2 separate regions of the Mus musculus genome follow, and region 2 is linked to region 1. A link is a contact called in public HiChIP or PLAC-seq data. All regions are on one chromosome and are shown on one strand. Each heading gives the region's core, a stretch centred on a gene start, on an enhancer-like site or on the middle of the called end of the contact. The rest is flanking DNA. Distances are from core to core; before and after follow the strand shown.

Region 1 (6,356 bases), core at 1,033-3,532:
ATGTTCTTGGGTGATCACACCTGAGTAAGAGGACAAGAGTCAAGGCCTGAGTTCAGGTACTAGAATCCACGTACTGGCCAGAAATGGCCACAAATTTCTGGAATCCCAGAGCTGAGGGTAAGACACAGAGATTGGGAGTTCCAGTAGGAGCTTATTGGCCAGGCATTTTAGCTAAAAAATACATTTCAGCTTGGAATTCAAAGAGTGATTCTATAATGGGACATTCACTATTCTTCTCTAGTCTTTGTGTATGTCCATAGGAGTGCAGGAGTGCACACACACACACACACACACACACACACACACACACACACACCACAAATAAAGGGAGTAATATTAGAGCTAGTTTGTCTGTGTATTGGGTAGAAAGAGTGCCTCTCATGTCTGTCTATGGCTGCTGTTAGCCATGTTAAGGTAAGTTGGTTGGTGACCTTGAATGCAAAAAGCCACCATTAACTCTTGACAATCAAATGATGATAGTTTCTAAAGCACTTTATGTTTCAAAATTGCATCTACCTATAATGACTTATTAGCTGCTCAGAAAAGCTGTCAGTGGTGGTACATAGTATAGGCTGTATACTCTGCCATAGGCTGTTGCTTTCTCTAAAACTGGAAACTTAAAATTAATAATTTATCTACTTTTGTCCAACCATGAAATTTCTGAGTTGCTATGAGACTAAATCTGAATCACCTTCGGCAGACTTGTCTTCCAAGACATTGTGATGTTTTGTTCTAAGTAGTTTCAGCCACAGATGCCAAAGTTCTCTCTTGAGTCATCATTTGACATTGGGCTTTCAGAATCTCAAAAGAAAACTTGAACATCATTACAGTAGACTCAGAAATGCTCTAGGCAATGAACTCTGGCACTTATACTATCGTCTGCCATTGACTACAGCGTAAAGCCTCAACTGCTTTACTCTTAGTATACTCAGAGTGTTACAGAGATAAAGTTACCTGCTCAGCCAACTTCACTACATTGCTATGAAACTACTGAGAAATCAGAGACAGCACAATGTCACTAAGTTACTGTTAGGGTATGGATATCTTAGCCTCTTAATAAAACACTAAACCTCTTTCCTTTTTAAATAAAACGTTCTCATGTATTTCAGACTGGCCTCTACTTCTAATCTATCTCCACTTCCTGAGTGCTGAGATTATTGGTGCATGCCAGAATGTCTGTTTTTATGTGGTGTTAGGTATGGAACGCAGGGCATCATACATGTTATGCAAACACTCTACAGACCACATTACATATCTAGCAAGATTAAGTTTTCTAAGGATGTCGTGGGACATTTTTCTTTATTCATGCAGAGGTATATGAACTATCTTTACAGTAACATATTGGTCATCAGGAAGTTTCCGATAGGGTGGCAGAAAAAGGAAATTGGTGGGTTAAAGAATAAACCACCAACAAAAGAGTACACATGGGGGAACTCATGGCTCCAGATGCATATGTAGCAGAGGATGGCCTAGTCGGTTATCAATAGGAGGAGAAGCCCTTGGTCCCATGAAGGCTCTATGCCCCAGTGTAGGGAAATGCCAGGGCCAGGAAGCAGGAGTGGGTGGGTTGGTGAACAGGGGGAGGGGATAGGGTTTTTTTTGGAGGGGAAACTAGGGAAGGGAATAACATTTGAAATGTAAATAAAGAAAATACCTAATTAAAAAACAGCAAAAAAAAAAAAGAATTGTTAAGAAAAACAAATAAGAATGTTGTTAAAATTGAATATTCTTTTTCTTTTATGTGTGGGTACCCATACATGAGACTTTACAGGGTGCACATCCATGACAGATCCCAAGTCCAGACTGTCATGGCAAAAAGTTAATGATGAACTGAAGGAAAACTCTGGGATTAGAGGAAGAAGATGTGGCCCTAAATTTTGCACAGATCTTTAGAAACTGTATCCAAATTGAGTGACTTTATTTTCTGGCCTTCATTAGATTGTCATGATGAAAACAGGTTTTGGAAGTAATGTCTCTAGTAGAGGCTGTCCCTCTCATGACCTTTCTTACACAAAAGTTTTCACGATAGCTTTTAACCAGTGTTGCCTTTCCCCTCCTTCTCTGTCTATTCTTCTGTTGCTTTAGTGATTCTAGTAAGCTGAGTTTTCTTCCCCTCACCCCAAATCATCCTGACTACTTGAGGACATTTCTTCTCCTTATGCTGAAAATCCCCAAGAAGTAAATGGAGGGTCTTACCAGCAAGATTTACATAGTGTTACTTGGTTTCTGCCTTGGGAGCTAATGTGACAGGAAGTGTTTGAATGAGCTGTGCTGTCCTTACAGAGGCTCAGACTGGATCCAAGAAGAAAAAAAAAATGTGGTCAAACTAAACAAACAAACGGCTCACTGGAGAATGGGAAAGAAAAAAAAAAAGAAAGAACTGGCCGCTTGTTCTTTTTCTAGCTAATGAATTGAATTGATGCAGGAACTTCATCGTGTTCTCAGGGAAATCCTGTTGGCTGGGTCTCACTCCTCAGAACTACTAAATTTAGGTCACAGCTCAGTGGAGAACAATTACAGATCCTTAATAAAAGATAATTTACCCAGTGACAGCCAGCAAGACAGCTGGGCAGGCGTTCTTATTTTCTTGCTAATGTTGTGGGGGCTGGGGACCCTGTGTCGGGCTACGTGTTGACAGAAGGTTATGTTCTGACCTTGCACATCCGTTGGCTCATCTGCAGTGTGGTGTATGCCACCCCAAGTGATCCGAATGACTGAAAGCTACCCTGTATGGTTTTCTCTTCTCTTAGCCCCCTCCCCCCTTTAGTTTTTAATTTAGTTTTATAGTTTATAATCAGAGTCTCATGTAGACCAGGTTGGCCTTAAATCTTCTCTGTATCCCTGAAAATCTGATCTTGCCTTTACTCCCCAAGTTCTGAGATTTTAGGTGGGTACCTCCACGGCCAGTGTATGCACTGCTAGAAATCAAGCCAGAGAGCTTCGTGCAACATTGAGTTTTCTGCATCATGCTACAGTGAAAAGAAGCTGAGAAAGGACAGTTATATAGTGCAGGAAGAAGGAAGTAAGAAGGCATATTGTGCCTGCTTTTGAGTTCCTGGCACTTACCCGCCTAGCTTTCCTTCCATGTACTGCCTCTGCTCTTAAACCATGCTGGGTCTCCCGAAGGCGTTCACATCCTTCACTGTCTATGTCCTTGTTAACTCTTCTCCCTAATCTCTCCCCCCTTTGAATAGTCCATTGCTGATTTAAAACTTAGGCTATTTGTAATCTTTTTTTTTTTTTTTTTGAAACTTTCCTGTCACTCTTCAAGACATGATGTGACATCTTCATGTGCCTTGCCTTGATGTTCTTCATTAGAATGCTACCGGTCAAGTACAGACTATGCCATCATATTTTTGGTGTCTAGGATCATAAAACATCATGTTCTTGGTGTCTCGGTATAACACACTGCATTGAAGTCTCAGTCCTAATGACGTCTTGTTCCTGAACACAATAGGCATTCCCACGTGATACTCTCCCAATGTTAGCTGAATGCTTCTCTTTTCTGAGAGTTCTCTAGGAATTGTGTGCAATGGATTTTGACCATTATCATGTTCATACTGTGATCTCATTCCAGATGTATTCCCCAGTCCCTACCCACCCAACACTGTATTTGTCTTTTGAAAAACTGAAGTCTGTATATTGTGCTGCACATATATTCCTGGGCATGTGGCCTTACTCTGGAGCTATACCCTTAAAACCTTGACTCTTCCTCTCCCAGGATCTTTCAGTCACCAAGAGCTCTTTTTTTCTTTTTTCTTTTTTGGTTTTTGGTTTTTTTCAAGACAGGGTTTCTCTGTGTAGCCCTGGCTGTCCTGGAACTCACTCTGTAGACCAGGCTGGCCTAAAACTCAGAAATCTGCCTGCCTCTGCCTCCCAAGTGCTGGGATTAAAGACATGTGCCACCAGCCACCACCAACTGGCTATAGCTCTTTAGATAGGGAAAGACTCCATGCTTTCCTACACTCTCCATACTGTGATTTTGTTTGAAACGGGCTCCTGCAGACCTTGCATGTACTGTCATAGTTACTGTGTGTTTATATGGTCATCTACTCTGTTGTATTCAGACAACACTGTTCCCTCACAGTTCCTTAATCCACCACCTGCAGCACTTATAGTCTTACTGCCTCTGCCCAACCAATGGTCCGTGAACCAGAGGAGGGATGGCCCTGGGAGTAGGGATGCTACATAGATGTTTTATTTTGGGTTGAACATCACATTGTAACCTTCTTCTCCCTTTTGATGAGTTGTTTCTTCTCAGTATACCCGTGGGGTTGTGGGTGAATTTGTCCCTCTTAAAGGGATAAGACGTTCTCATTCCTCTCTGTACAATTCTGGAATTTCTTGTCGTTTGTTTCCTGAAAGCCTAAGGAAAACACAATCTTTAGTTTGGGAACCAGACCTTCCATTACTGTGTGCATCCTCTCTAGGATGCCTGGATGTGCTGTCCCACCTGCCTTCACACCAGTGTACAGTCTTTCTCATTGGAGGAAGATTTACATGAGCATGGGTTTCCAGATCTACTCTTCTTTGTTCTTATTTACAAACAGTTTTGGATAGCATTTGTAAACATTAATCCTTTTTCTTTCATTTCATTTCATTTGCTTATCCCTTGCTTATTCTTCACACAATGACTGAGTTCTCACATTCTTCTAAGATCCACCTCTATCCTCCTTTCCAGAGCACTCAGTGGCTACTTCTAACAATGTCCTCACTCTTCAGTGTTTGCAAACGTTTCTTGATTCTGAGCACTTAGAAAGTAGGAATTAAGGATTACTGAGCAGCTTAGACAATCATTTAAAACAAATATATTTTTAATGAACTAATACATGTAAATGAATGAGCTATGAAAATGTAAGCAGGGATAAAGGAAGAGTGAAATTAACTTTACAGTTTTTACCTTATCTCAGTCACAGAGCCTAAGATTAAAAATGTAAGTGACAACCAATCTTGAAAAGAATATATAGAATGGGAACCTTTATCCTCTGTTGGTAGAATGGCAAAGTGGGGTGATTATGTTATAAATTAATGTCGAGAATCTCCTAAATGCCAAAAATTTATACTATATGACCCACACATACCCCTCCTTGTTATATACCCAAAGGACTCAATATTCTACTACAGAGATATTTGCTCAACTATACTCATTGCGACTTTATTTACAGAATTATAGAATGAAAGCAGCCTAGATATCAATCAACCAATGAATAAACAATGAAATCTTTATAAAATATATAAAAAATGGAATTACATTCTAGTATAAAGAAACATGAAATTTATAAGTAATGGATGGAAACTGGAGCTATTATACTAAGTGAGCAACACAGATCTTCAAAAAAACCCAAATGCCACATATTCTTTCTTATCCATGGATCCCAGCTTTGAAAGGTTGAGGTGGGTAGGGAAAATGGGTGTGTACAAACAGTTTAAATATTCATGTATGAAATCCTCAAGTCATGAAAAGTAAAAATATGAATACATGCTCAGCAGTCAAGATCACAACTTGAAATTGTTACAGAAACAATGGAAAAATACTCAGATATGTGGTCTAAGAAGTTAGAACTCTATTTATATTTATAATTAGTATAAATTTATACAAGTTTAGTAAGACTGGGGAGGAAAGATTAAAAAGAGTATGTAATTTTATCTACCTATGCTTAATACAATCTCGCAATACATTGGGAAATTTTCTGGAATATCAAGCTTAGTTTCCCAATGCAGTATATAGTAATTTCACACCTTAGTGTAAAGTTTTCTACCTTATGAGTTTTAGTATGAATTTGCTATGTGATTTCAAAGTACTCTAAGGGATATTTTGAAGGTCAAGTGAAAGAAAAATATGAAAAGACGAATCTCTTGATTTATACTGAAAATGTTGAGCTTCTTTTCTTTCCCCCAGAACTATCCCAAGCTGGAGATATGGATGGACATTTAAAAAAATTGCAGTAAATGATTAGTAGTTTAGTATGTAGATAGAAATAGTTCTAAAACAAATATAGGCAGAACCCTTTGTGACGTGGAGGCATTGCTTGAATTTGGAAAGGCCATTAAGAAACTCTTAAGGTAAAACAAGAAAAAAAATCAATTTTAGGAAAAGAAAAAATATTTTCAAAAAAATAGCCATAACTCCTCACTGGTTCCCCAGTCGTTCTATGAAGTCTCTCGTGCATGATCCCTGTTCTGACTGGCATCATTCTCCGATGATGCATATAAAGGCACGGATTCTATTTTAGGGCTAACTTCCCTTTAAATGTGTATTTTAACACAAAATTTCCTATGAAGATTTCCTTTTCATGCTACCTAAGTGAGAGACATCTCTAACTATGCATTAAATGAAGAAAAACCAAAACATTTAT
Region 2 (6,615 bases), core at 4,055-6,554, 760 kb before region 1:
GCCCAACTCTCAATCTAGTTACCTGTAGGTAACTAGACACAGGGTAGCCCCGATTTGTAGAAGACACACCTGAAACCCAAGTGTGAGAAGGGGTTCATATCACAAGCGGTACCTGTTTGCTCTTCCCAGTGCTTAGGAACAGAATGTAGATTCTGCCAAGCTTTGCAAATAACTGTCATTTGACATCTCTGAATCTAAGAGACTGTCCTAACTTCTAAGGTAGAGTCTGGCAGTGGTTTAAAAAGTTCCTTGATCCTATCTGATATCTACAGGGAAGAATAGTGATGGTGGTTGTGGTGATAGGGAGGAGGAGGAAGAGGAGGAGGAGAAGGAGGAGGAGGAGGAGGAGGAGGAGGAGGAGGAGGAGGAGGAGGAGGAGGAGGAGGAGGAGGAGGAGGAGGAGGAGAACAGTATTTACTGTAACACCTGGGGCCCATGAAAGTCATTCCTTTTTCTTTCTTTCTTTTTTTTTTGGTGGTTTTTCGAGACAGGGTTTCTCTGTATAGCCCTGGCTGTCCTGGAACTCTCTTTGTAGACCAGGCTGACCTGGAACTCAGAAATCCGCCTGCCTCTGCCTCCCAAGTGCTGGGATTAAAGGCATGTGCCACCACCACCACGTCATTCTTTAAAAAAGAAAAAAATCAACAGTAGAACCAAACTTTTACTGACAGTTGCCTCCATTGTGTGGGTAGACCAGTTTTTCATCATTTTGCAAATGACCTGCAGGGGCCCGTCTTCCTTTCACTACAGAAAATACAAGGAGGTAATGGAGTCCTCACTGTGCCAACTTCACTGAGTGGGAGGCAGAATAAGATATGCAGGGTAAGCCTACGGTAGCCCAGATGCTAGCACTGAACTGGTCCATACATGGGCTTTGATGGCATTGAGTAAGGGCAGGGAACAGATCCCCATGGCTACAGTCACAGCTGTAGCTACAGCCTTCACAAGTCCAGCTCAGGATCCTCCTTCCAAGGTTGGGAGAAGAGCGGTTGGAAGGCTCAGCCCGAAGCTGCGGGCTAAAGACAGGGCTTCCTTTGGGCATGGATGGATGTCTTTTTCCATTCTTAGTGGCATGCTGTTGTTATGAATGAAATCAGTCACCCAGACCCACTGTAACAAAAGAAGATAGACAGTGAGTAAATTCAGCCTTGGAGCTGAGCACCAGCTTCAAATTTAACTCTTGCATGAAATACCTAGATCCCTAGTCCAAGATACTTGGTGCCCTTCACGAGGTGTTACATCTGCCGAATGGAAACAGTGCCGATAAAGACTATGAGATGCCACACCAGAGTTTCAGAGGCTCCCAAGGCCAATGTGCTTAGTAACGTGGAACCTAATTGCTAACAGCCTATTGCTGTTTGTGGATTCGCTTGCAATGGAAATGAAAACATTGCCTATAGAAATCTTGACTTTAACCACTGATGCTGCCTAAATGTCTTTGTTGGCCTGGGGGGTGGGGGGGGGGACCATGAAAAAGCATCAGAGGCTGCGCTGTAGCAGGCTTTTTCTCCTTGGCCTGCTTGTGCATGACACCTCCCACTGGCCCCCCACCCCCACCCCCACCCCCACCCCCGTGCTGTCTTCTCTTGTTCAAACATCCCTATGCTGGTCAGACTGGATGGCCCCATCCCAATGATTTCATGTCACTTTCACGACCTCTTTACAAATGCTATCTCCAGATCCAGACTTGTTCAAAGACATCACAAGTTCCAGCCAGGACACAGAGCACCATGTCACCTCATCTTGCTAAGCTCTAAAAGCATCATAAATTCCCACACAATTTATTCCAGCCATTCCAAGTATAAAACAGGAGAACTGACGACCTGTGCCCATGGGTGATGTCAGCAAAGGGATGAGCTAAGACATCTGAAGTCCCAACCAAAAAGAGAAACTCAGTCACTGTCACATGGGGAAATCGCTGTGCTAGGAAGGGCTCTGAATCCTTATTCCTCAGCCAGGCATGTGGTGTATAATTGTAATCCTGGCACTCTTGCACTGGAAGCAGGAGTATGGATGCCAGCCTGTCTAAGTAGCAAGACTTGGGCTCAACAAACAATATGAAGAAGAGAGATAGAGAGGCTTGACCAGCCAGCATCAGTGCCCTAGCCCTATGTGCTAACCTGAGGGGCACAACCAGCATCAGTGCCCTAGCCCCATGTGCTAACCTGAGAGGCATGACCAGAATCAGTGTCCTATCCCCATGTGCTAACCTGAAGGGCATGACGAGCATCAGTGCCCTAGCCCTATGTGCTAACCTAAGAGGCACAACCAGCATCAATGCCCTAGCCCTATGTGCTAACCCATGTGAGACAGATCACTTGGAAGAGTGTGAAAAAACCAATACAACATGGAAGCAGGTGGATGCTGTTGGGTACAGTAGCACATGCCTTTGACCCCAGCACTCAGGAAGCAGAGATAGGAGGATCTCTACATTTGAGGCCAGCCTGATTTACATACCAAACTCTGGACAGTCAGGACTGCAAAAAAAAGACCCTGTCTCCACGAACAAATAAAAATAAACAAACAAACAAGAAATTTAAAAAAAAAATTAAAGGAAAAGGTAGTGGCCGAGGAGTAGCAGCAGCAGGTCAGTTATAAGTGAAGTCTGACTGGGCCAGCACTACTCACAGCAAAACCTTGGTGTAACTCAAATCCGGACATTCCCAGGCATCTCTCACTTCTAGGAATGATTCTCAGAGACTATTCTAAAGCCCGTGTAGAAGGCTGACAGTAACAGCTGGTTAGTACGACCCTACGGGCAAGTCTTCCGGTTTGCTTTTGTGTAGCACACATTGATGGTCTTGCTTCCAGCTCCGAAGAACATTCAAGACCATCATTGTTTCAGGCTTTGTATCTTGTCCACAGACCTTCAGGCAACCTGCTTGACCAGCTTTGCCCTGTTCTCTCTTCATCTCTGATCACTAAGATTGTATTGGCCAGCAGCTTTGACCCCTGTCACCAGAGTATGAATCCCATTCAATACACAAAAGACAGAGAACATCTAGAAGTGCATGTAGAATTGATTTACAACAGAATTCCTAGTCCTTAATCAAGCAATTTATTTTTTTATTTTTTATTTTTTGAGAAAGGGTCTTTTCCTAGACTCTGGTCTACACTCTCTATATAGACCAAGATGGTCTCAAACTCATAGAGATCCACCTGCATCGTCCTCCCACATGCCAGGATTTAAGATGTATGCCCAGAATTTTTTTTTTTTTTAATAGACAAAGGGAATGAGCTTTGGGTTTCAGTCCCAGGTCTGCAGTTGTGTGTTCCAGCTTTAATTTTCTCATTAGAAAGAGGGAGGAGAGAGTTTGGGAGAAATGTGGGCTGAGCTGCTGACACCCCACCAGTCATCCAGCACTAGAAATTTTCAGAACATCGGCTGGCTGCCCCGTCCCTCGAAGGCAGACCGTCCCTTTGCTCATTGAGAAAATGCAGACATGCCCTGCTCACCGAAAAGAATAATCTAGAAAATGCAAGCATGATTACTTAAAGGCATGACCCGGAGGCAAATACAACTGACTGCTCCCAGCCGTGACCTCCCGGGTTCCTCCGCCCGAGCGTCAGTGACTTCTGCCAGCAGAAGTTCACAGTCTTTAACAGAGACAAAGGACTCAGCACAAAATGAGGCTCTAAGACAGAAGGTTTAAAATAATTATCCACTTAATGTTTTTCGAAGGCAGCTTTTCAAAATGCAAAGAAAGCATCAACTGCAACGCTTAAGGAAACCAGGGACCGGAAGGAGGGGAAGAAGAATTCAGTTCTTAGCTAGGTGATCATTTTGCTGAATAAGCAGTAAGGATGCTGTTAATACAGCGCGGTATAGCACGGGAGCTCCAGGAACTCAAAGGGCTTTAACAGACATGATCTCATTGCGATCTTTTTATTAGCTTCTAAGACAGGTTAACAGGTTCCTGCCTCTCTGCTGAGACAGGGAAACTGCAGGCTTGTGGTCTCCCCGGACCTACTGAGGCCGGGCAGCTTGTCTGAGCTGCTTACACAGCATACACTACAATCTGTTTCTTTATCTTTGATCCCTCGAAAGCCAGGCATCACAGGTGGAAATGCTTTTTGTTTGAAACTTGTTTGGTTTGGTTTGGTTTGGTTTGGTTTTTAAATAAATTTGCTGCAGCAACACTAACTGAATCCTGTTTTGTTTTTTGTTGTTGTTTTTTTTTTTGTCATTGTTGTTGTTGTTTTGTTTTGTTTTATTTTTCTAAGGAATGGAGCAGAGTAAGGAGAGCCTGGGAGATCAGCCCAGGACCCACCTGGCAGTCCAAAGGGCTTCCCAGACCACAGATAGGCAAACCAGTGTTCTTCTGGAGGCAAGTGGGGGTCATGCAGAGTTAAGGGAAGTAACTGTGAAAGGCCAGTGCTATTATCCCCGAGTTCCTCTAATAAACACCTATATTTCATCTGTTTGGTTCAGGGTTAGATATTGAACGTGGGTCCTCATGTCTGCTAGGTAAATGTTATACCATTGAATTATATACCGCAAGACCCGCTCATTAATTTTGAAATGCCTTTTGGCTTATCCTACTGAGAATAACTTTTCAGCCCTCACCCCAAGGCCATGCTGGAATCTCTTACTATCTGTTCTGTACAAGGGCTCCATGAACTACCCCTGTCTTTTTCACCATCCTAAGGCCTATGTAAGCCTTGACCTACCCTGGGCTCCTACCCGGGATTCACGGATCTACCCCTGAAGTGACTACCAGGTTTTAGTATGGCAAGGACACCCTTGTGAACATTTCTGTGCAGGGAGCCATATGGGATTTCGGAGTGCATGAGAGGATAGAAGAAGCATAATGGGTGACACTTCCTCTCTCTCTCTCAGGAAGTCCTAGTTCCCCATTCAGCCTACTAGGGTTCAGATTCCCAGATCATTGCTCAATGGAGTGAGATCATGTCTCCGTGGTACTCAGTGTGGTCAGGAGCCATCTTGGCTCCATTGACCCTGAGGATGCTTGCTCCCCTATGACAATGTATACTGGGGAGGGACTAGAACCCAGGGCAAGTCCTCATGGTGGATTTGTATACTAAGAACTTATGAGAACATAACTGGAAGAAGGTCTTCCAGGCCAAGATCCTATGGGTTGATTGATGGCTGTCTTGCCCTGATCCATCTTTAGTCCTCTCTTCCTGAGTTACTAACTGCCTATCTCCTCTTCCTCCTGCAATTAGCTCTTCTCTAGAGGGTTCCTTAAGCAAATTTTCTGTATGCATGATGACTCTATTGGTCCCCTGGAACTTGTTTAAGGAGAGTGCCGCCCCAGGCTTTATCAGTGATAGTGTAGAACAGTTACAAAGAGTCTGAGGCCCCAAGTTTGGCCCAACTGGGGAAACCACGCTTACCTTCCCCATAAGGCACTACGGCTTTGTGGCTATAAAGCCTGCTGCTAATGGCACCCATGAGTCAGGTCTTAATCTTTCCTTGTGTACAAAGGGCCAACAAGAACAGCATGCCATTTCAGGTTGACTCATTACCCCAGGACATATTTGACACCTGATATTGATGAGAGTACTTTCTCCTGTTAGCTCTCATGCTTCCGAGCTGAGAGCTTAGCATCCCAACCAGTCAGAAGGAGACCAGATCAGGTTAGAAGGAGCATCAGATGAAAGGCTGGAACATAGGATTGCTGAAGAGACAGCTCAGTTGCGTTTTCCATATAAGCGTTGATAACCTGAGAGTTTAGATGCCCAGCCCACAGGTAAAAAGCCAGGCATAGTAGTGCATTTCTATAATCTCTGTGCTGCTTACAGTTGCCTGTAACTCTAGCTCCAGGAGATCCAGTGCCCCTGGCTTCTGTGGCCACCTGTACTCGTACACACATGCCAGCGCACATAAAAACACATCAAATTTAAAATATCAAAAACAACTTTTGTTTGAACGTGTCTTTCTCTCTCTCTCTCTCTCTCTCTCTCTCTCTCTCTCTCTCTCTCTCTCTCTCTCTAGATAGCCCTGGCTTTCATGGATATAACTCACTATATAGACCAGCTGGCCTTGAACACAAGGAGATCCACCTGCCTCCTGCCTCCTGCCTCCTGCCTCCTGCCTCCCTCTCTGGAGTGCTGGAATTAAAGGTGTGAGCCACCATGCCTAGTCTTAAAAATAAATCTTTAAAAGGGAAAAAAAGGATTGCAGAAGATTCTCAATGTAGACCTCTAACATCAACACACAAATGGGCACCAATATGCAAACACACACACACACTCACAAGCTATGTCAGAAAGGCTCAATACAGTCCCTGACACTGATCATGCACTCAGTAAATGAAGGTTCCAGTTATATAGCAAGAAGGAAAATCCATGTCTCATGGCGTAAAGCTTTTCCAGGAATTCAGCCATCAGAGAGGTGGGATCGGCTAAGGCTAGAGTAAGTATAGTGTCTTTGGCCAGTGACTAAGGCGGCCAGTGCACCTAACCACCCGGGCAGGGCTGGCTTGGGTTGGTGCCTTGGCTGGCCAACACTCTGGGTGATGCATTTTCCCGTAAGTAGTGCTGTGAAAGTCCAGGGCTAGCGCTATTCTCCGTTCCCTAGGGTCTGACATTGGTCAATAATGAGAGATGCCTCTGAAAACAGGCAGAGAATGCCAGAGCCCTGGGAACTGT

Evidence for each region. HiChIP or PLAC-seq counts read pairs in DNA pulled down with a chosen protein or histone mark.
Region 2: a contact with region 1 is called in a FOXA1 HiChIP or PLAC-seq map of pancreatic cancer cells. The contact joins two enhancer-like sites. A contact is called at or near these places in 6 of 484 Hi-C or Micro-C datasets (CD4 T cells, CD8 T cells, Th1 cells and 1 more) and 4 of 115 datasets of contacts at active chromatin or transcription factors (CD8 T cells, effector CD8 T cells, memory CD8 T cells and 1 more).

Annotation. Positions count from the first base shown.
Region 1 is chr15:61,391,662-61,398,017 of GRCm38.p6, reverse strand. No RefSeq gene overlaps it. Among named protein-coding and RNA genes, the nearest start is that of Gm24696, 37 kb to the right of the region's middle. Within about 2 kb of position 2,282, at least 51 of the 459 cell types and tissues checked have an H3K27ac peak or open chromatin away from gene starts, as enhancers often do. A contact at or near this core is called in pancreatic cancer cells, where this site is marked.
Region 2 is chr15:62,150,625-62,157,239 of GRCm38.p6, reverse strand. The region is part of intron 1 of Pvt1 (Pvt1 oncogene); the gene reads right to left. Among named protein-coding and RNA genes, the nearest start is that of Pvt1, 120 kb to the right of the region's middle. Within about 2 kb of position 5,304, at least 39 of the 459 cell types and tissues checked have an H3K27ac peak or open chromatin away from gene starts, as enhancers often do. A contact at or near this core is called in pancreatic cancer cells, where this site is marked.